2 separate regions of the Mus musculus genome follow, and region 2 is linked to region 1. The links are chromatin contacts, called in public targeted proximity ligation maps. All regions are on one chromosome and are shown on one strand. The core of a region is the stretch at or near the end of the contact, and the rest is flanking DNA. Distances in the headings are between cores, read along the strand shown. Region 1 overlaps Glis3 (GLIS family zinc finger 3). Region 2 holds the start of D930032P07Rik (RIKEN cDNA D930032P07 gene).

The links.
Region 2: a targeted proximity ligation map of embryonic fibroblasts shows a contact between it and region 1, with 53 read pairs. A contact is called at or near these places in 4 of 39 promoter capture datasets (the 3T3-L1 cell line, 3T3-L1-derived adipocytes and hippocampal neurons), 18 of 484 Hi-C or Micro-C datasets (3T3-L1-derived adipocytes, the AML12 cell line, the C2C12 cell line and 9 more), 5 of 130 datasets of targeted methods (the NIH/3T3 cell line, embryonic fibroblasts, embryonic stem cells and 1 more) and 3 of 9 other capture datasets (adipose tissue, embryonic stem cells and pancreatic islet).

The regions. Positions count from the first base shown.
Region 1 is chr19:28,622,087-28,625,483 of GRCm38.p6, forward strand. The region is part of intron 2 of Glis3 (GLIS family zinc finger 3); the gene reads right to left. Among named protein-coding and RNA genes, the nearest start is that of D930032P07Rik, 54 kb to the right of the region's middle.
Region 2 is chr19:28,676,313-28,679,709 of GRCm38.p6, forward strand. D930032P07Rik (RIKEN cDNA D930032P07 gene) reads left to right here and starts at 1,912. Exons shown (of 5, transcript NR_045330.1): 1 at 1,912-1,993. It overlaps Glis3 (GLIS family zinc finger 3), which reads right to left. Exons shown (of 11, transcript NM_175459.6): 1 at 3,284-3,397.

The DNA of each region.
Region 1 (3,397 bases), core at 590-3,089:
GCATCACCAGACCAGGTCTAGGAAATACCAAGTCCATGGGTATTTGTTATATTTTAACTACGGGCAAGCAACTTGAGTTTTTCCAAGCGTGGTGTATGCTTGATATCGGAACAAGCTAGCTTAGAAAGTGCATGCGTTTGAGAGAAAAGACACCAAGTGCTGACAACAAGATTAAATAAAAGTGGCAGTGTTCCACACAGGGCATCCTGTTCCCTTCACGAGGTGTTTGCTGGGCAGGAGGTGAGTGAAGGACTCGCCTCTGCTGAGACCATCATCTGGGGCAGCCCCAGGTTGACTCTACCAGCTGTCATTCCTTAGGGAACTGGAAGGAAATCCTGCTCCTTCAGAGGTGGGCTGGGATCTCTCCAGGAAAGGTAAAGATCACTCACTTCCTGTGCATTTATAGCTCTGATACCTCCAGTCCACAAGTGCCAACCTTATCCATAGAAAGTTGCCTTGAGACAAGATCTTAATGCTACAGGTCTTGAAAATACTAGAAAATGAATTTCATGCTTATACTGCCCACTGGGCCTTTCCACCGCCAGCAGGGACCAGCTTATTACGTCCACGTTGGGGTACCAAGACCCAAAACTTGTACCCATTTTTAACAAGTAATTTAACTGAAATGGATGCATGTCTTCTGACTCTTGTTGTGTCTAATACAATCCACTGCCCCACGTTAAAAGTCCCTCAAGCACACAAAATGATATCACACATGGCTCCCACCTCTCTCCAGAGAGACCTTTGGGAGCCATCTTCTCTGGCTCTTGGCCACCTGTTTATTCTAAGGTACTGATGAAGAATATATATTGAATCAGTCTTGAACACATCACAGGAACTTCTCGAGCACCTGTTACAACAGAAGCCACTTTCTATGAGCGTGAACAAGCAAGTGTACAACAGAAGAAGCAAGCCACAAGAACTCCCACAGGCTTCCTTGTGAATGCTTAGAAATTCCATCTTTTCCTAAAAAGAAAGGTTCGGTGTTATTTAAATTGGCTTAAAATATGGATGCTTTTCTACGTTGTCTCATTCTGGGTGCTAGTGATACTTAATGAGAGGGGCAGAGCAGGCAGTCTAATTATGAATGCTGGAAGTCTTATGTGTGAAGATCTGCACTCTGCAGATTTCTGAGCCATTGCTGTAGGCTTTCCGATAGCTTCCACAGTGAAAAAGGAAACAAACAAACAGCAAATAATATGGGGAGGGCAGCATCACATTCAATAGCTTTCTACACTTCCACAGACAAAAAAACCAAAAACCAAAAAACAAAAACAAAAACAAAAACACCCACAGCACAGTAAACTCTAAACTCACAATTAGAAATGTGTGGCAAGTGCCAACTGGTAGTTATATTGGGACCAGGCTCTGTGCTGCTCCCCAGCACTGGCTCCCAGCAAGCTGCTTCCCCTCAGATCCACACACTCAGCAAGTAGCCCCGGGCTTCTGCTCAGTATCTCTAAGGTGTCCTGATGTGGGAAACAATACTGAAAAGGGGTTCTGGTTTCTAAATCTAATGGTATGTATGCCTTCAGCCATAATTAAAATAAAGGGAAAAAACCCACAAACTCTCAAATAGGGAATTTAAACAAAAATTATAATTTTTCTTCTGGCAATCCCACCAGTAAAAGCCTGGAAAACTGCCTGCCTTCACCGCCGCCCCCCCCCCCCCCCCAGGATCCTTGTAGGATACTGTCCTCCATGTGTTGTTCTTGATGAGAACTGCCTGGGAAAACTCACCGTCTCGCTGCAGTTTTGCTGGACTAGCTAACTTCATGGGGACCATGACTCACATGGCCGACGTTCTCCTGCCTCATGGCTGTGGATCCAGCAAGGCTTGCAGCCAAAGCTCTGACTCAGCGCTAACACAAGAAACGGGGTCACAACAAGATGCACCCTGAGTCCTAACCTCACCCCTTATCTCACCCTGCTTTCTCTCAGCCCACGTTCTTATTACCTGTTTGATTTTTCATCATTTATTCTCTTTCTGAATCTACTGTTTAACCCTTTTATAAACAAAAACAGGACTCCACGCTGCTTTCCTTTGTTGACATTAACATCAAGCAGCAAAATTCAACTTTAACAACTTGCAGTTTCAACTCTGTCACTATAACTGACACACAAAAGCATCTAGTACCCGTTTAATATTCCCACATACAGAATTCTAGCCAAAATTCAGATCAAAAATGTCATTTTGAGCATCACTGTTACTACGACGTCTTTTAACCCTAGCACTCACATGACTCTGCATAGCATCCTTCTGGCTTTCAGATTTGGTAATCACAGTTGATTTTTCTCAGCAGCCGTAAGAGATAATTACAGCAGGCATCACCATGGCTACCTTCTTCGGCACAGAGGAGAAAAACAAGGCTCAGTTAGGTTAAAAGTACCTTGCCCACAAGGCTAAGTTATTAAGTTATTCAGGCAAGATGGAGGGCGGGGAAAGTCCTTCAAATCTAGCATGTCTCCCACAACTACTAAAAGTGATCTCACAGAGCATATCCTTTGAAATCCTGGCCTAGAACCAATGACTCAAATGTTTCATTCACTTGACTTTCTAAATAATATCATCCAGCTAGTCAAAAGTGTTAACAATTACTGTTTGGTCATGGAACCTCTACACCATGAGAACTAGACAGCCAGGACACTGGAAAATTTTTTAGTCATTAGAACATGCATGAGTAATTTATTTCCCCCCATTGGAATCCAGTGATGGAGCTGAGAAAACTCGTTCCTGCACAAACAAAGAGCATGGGCACTTTAATGTGGTCCTCTAGAGTGGTCACCCAGAGCAAACCTGCCTTTTGAGTCACTGGCTCTAGTGAGGTCATTTGGTAGGAGAGAATGAAATTCACAAGGCAGGCTCAAGAGAAGACTTAACTCCTCATTCGTGATGAACTCATAGCACTTCAACCACATCTAAGGGAAAGAAATATGAAGCTCAAATCACATTAATTTTCAAGTCATTGACATTGCTAATATATGAAAGGGAGAAATGTTCACAATTTGAACCCTTGAGACCTTGAGTAAACCGGTCTATTCATTTTCCGAGTCAGCAATGGGGGGGGGGGGGTGAGAGGCTGCGTGCGCCATTTCTTTGAGTTTTAATTTCTTTGGGATAAAACAAGGAAGAGGGTCTGAGAAAAGCCACAAATCCCCCACCTCAACACCCTATGGCTGCAAGAGTCTTTGCTAGTGTCACCTACCTTGGATCATCCTTTCAATGTCGTCTAGCAACTCAAAACATGTACTATGTAGATATTAGGTTTCAGCATATTTGAATCATTATTCAAGAATCTGAGTATTTCCCTTTAATCAATTTCAAACATTTACTGGTTTGAATTAGTAATTCCTACCCATGAAACAATATATTCATGTAAGTGTCTTTGTTCAACAT
Region 2 (3,397 bases), core at 662-3,161, 54 kb after region 1:
ATCTTAATACCATGTTCAAGGTTTCATTTTGCCTCTTTCTCCTTGAATAAAATTGTATTTTCGTTACAAAGACTACCTATGTGTCTTTTTTTCTTTTACTTCAGTCCTGATTGAGTTTATCAACCAGCCAAACATTAAAGAGTTAAGCCTGTATTGGCACCTTATTTATACTATAACTTCCTTCCTCTATAGAGAAATAATTGCAGAAAACACAGGAAATGGCTTCTCCACAAAGGGTAAGAGTAGGTTCTGGCTCCTTTCCCAGGATCAGCAACTTCAGAACAACTCTTGCCATCTTGGAGAATTACAAACTAACATTCCAACTCCGGTGATCAATAACTATGATGCCAATATAGACAGAATGCCCTCAGGCCTACTTTACTAGTAGTAAAGGCAACGGGGGACGCGTTTCGGGGAGGAGAGCTAGTGAGAGAGAACACTGGCAGTCCTCCAAAATCAAATGATCCTGAATGCCACATGAAGAAAGGCAGAACTTTTACAAAGCATCACTTCCAGCCATTCAACTGTCCCCAGTCGGGATTTTTTTTTTTTTTTTTTTTGGGTCAGGCAAAAAATCCACCCCACTAGGTATACTCCAGAGTCCATCCAAGGAGAGTCACTTTCCAAACGGGACAACTCCAGGTATCCAAACTCTGCTAACCGGAAGAACTTTGGTAGAATCGCCAATGAAACTGGTGGAAACATTGGATGGACCAACGATGGCGTGAAGAAAAGCCACTCTACCTGAACTGACCTCAAGGGAAGCAAGGAGACAGGGAATCCACCCAGAGCACACAGAAGTAATTACTCACTCTGAAGGAGGCCTGAGTCCTGACAGGAAAGAAAAGACACGAACTAAGTAGCAATAAGAATGGGAAGAAAGCCTCCTTCAGTTCAAGGGGGAGGGGCTGGAGCTCCTCTAAATGAACACTGTAGCAGATCCTAGTAAAGGCCTTAAATGTCAGCAGTTCTCACTAGAGAAGGGGGGGGGGTGCCCTCTCACACAGTTCTCTCTCTATAGATCATTTCCAGGGACAGCCTTCATTGTTTTTCTGCAAACTTTTGCAGGCTGCACCTGCTTTGTGTAGCCTCACAGGAAACCAAAGAGAAAAAGGAGGAGTAAGAATTTTTAAACTAACCCAAATTCATTTTTACAATGAATCAAAATTCCTAACGTAGTCTAAAAATTGAAGTCCAACGGGCACGGAGACATTTAGGGAACCGGGCCTGGCTACTTCCCAATGAAGAAATCGTGACTCATCAAAGCTTCAGAACGGACACAAGAGAGTTTGCATTTGTCTGGAGTTCACCTTCGGGCCAAGAAATGCTCTCCACTGTGAGCCTCAGTGTTTTTTCTAGATGCTTAAGTTTGGCAGGGGTTCTTTCTCTGGGTCCCATAACCCAGAGAACTGGTCCACTGGGGGGAGCTGTATAAACTTCTCTTTCCTCACCAACTCTAGGGCCACCTGAGACCACTACCCCCAATTCAAGAGATGTTGAAGTCCTAAAGCTCTAAGGAATTGGAAAGGTGTCCTCTCCAATTGCAATTGCTGGAGTGCAGTCCCTGCGGGCACTGCTCTGGAGAATTCCGGAAGTGATCCCCTACACTCTATCCCATGGGACCTAGCGGATGTCAAGGAAGACAAGCCAGGAAGGGAGGTACACAGAGCAGAGGAACCAGGAGTGGCTAGGGGTGCGGGGTCAAGATGTGCGGCCCGGGACAGTGGGTGAACACCCCTCCTGGGGTCCTCAGCACCCTCCCACACACGGCACACCCACACACCTTTGCCCCGCGGGGGGTCTTGGGTCCTAGCCTCAGGGATCTCCGGAGGTGAGCGAGGGGCGGGTCCGGAGGTGAAGTGGAGCCTTCCCGGTGCTCTGGGCAACCAGACCGCCCCCGCTCTCCCCCCTCCCCCTCCCGCGGCGCGAGCGAGAGAACGCAACAAAACAAAACAAACTCGTGCCGGCTTCCTGTTGTGCAACCACTTTCTGAGTAAGTAAGGGGCTGAAAGGCCGCCAGTTAGGAAGCCGGGCTGCGGGGGACCCTGCTGGCCAAAGCACCCGGAGCCGCACTGGGGTACATAGGGCCCTGCACTGTGACCCTGTCCGGACCACGGGGCGACTACCCTCCCTGCCCCCACGAGTGTCGTTTTGCTATTGCCTCCCAAACACACTACCAGATCTAAGGGCGCGACCTCGACGAACCTTTTTGCCAAAAAAAGAAAAAAAAAAAGGAAACCTCCAAAAGTTTCCTCCAGGTACCTACTTGAATCATCCATAGTAGGATGACAAATCCGCCCTGGTCAAGGTTTTCAGACACTTGGGTGAGTTTCTCGTCCCCCGGGTGACTTGTCAGCTCTAGTGAGTAACTTGGAACTGTTGCTTGGGGCAAGGTGTGTGTCTAGGAGAGCCAACAGCTCACTCACGCTTTCCAGAAAGTGATCCCGACCGACTTCAAAATAGACACAGGGTCATTTATAGGGACCGGAGCCTTGAAGCGGGACTCGAGACAGACATTTCCCAAACAGTGCTGACATTTTGTCCCCGGCCCATAAAAATGTAAACGCGAGGTGACAAACCCGGCGGGGAGTGCTAGGTGTCTGAATGTGTCTGCGATTTCGTGGCGTGGGAGGTTACAGTTGAAAACTTGGCGGCTGCGGGTCGATGCACCGCTCCTAACTAGTAGCTGTGCCCCCAAACCCGAGGACCTCACTGAACAATGGGGACACCAACTTGGATGAGACGGAGAAGTGAAAAACAGCCTTCGTGGCGCCCCATAAACACGTGGAAGCCGAAAAGACAACTACAACCCCGACTGTGAGCTAAAGACCTCAAAGTCCCATCACTCCCCACTTTGCCAAAGTTTCCCTAAGTAGGACCCCGGTGCTCGCCCTGTATCTGGCCCTGATTGTGTAACCTTCTGGTACCTGTATTTTCAGTTAAAAGGCACGGAGACTCTCCCTCATAAACGAAACTTCCACACCTTGTTGGTTTCCTTTCTGTCTACACCCCGCGCTCTTAGGTAACTGACAGCCAGTTTGATGGCTAAATGAGTATTGCCATCAGCCTCGGTAAGGTGTGCCTAGGTCTCTAGAAGCCCTGTGAGTCTGGGGGAGTTGGTGTGCTCCTGTCCTCAAACCCGTGCGAATGCCACCAAGCCGGCATGCAGAAACTCTTTCTAATCCCGAGTTTGCGTCCCCAGGCTTGACCGCCCCCACACTCTCTAGCGCCTTCTCTCTCTGTCCCTCGCCTGCAGAACAAAGTTCCTATGGCATCCACTTACCAGGTAACCGGATTTCCACAACAAAGCTAGGCGAGCGAGTCCCTTCTCCCGGCCAGCCCGCTCGTGACAACACTAGCGATGCGTGGGTGGAGGCTGAGCCCCCTCAGCGCTCCA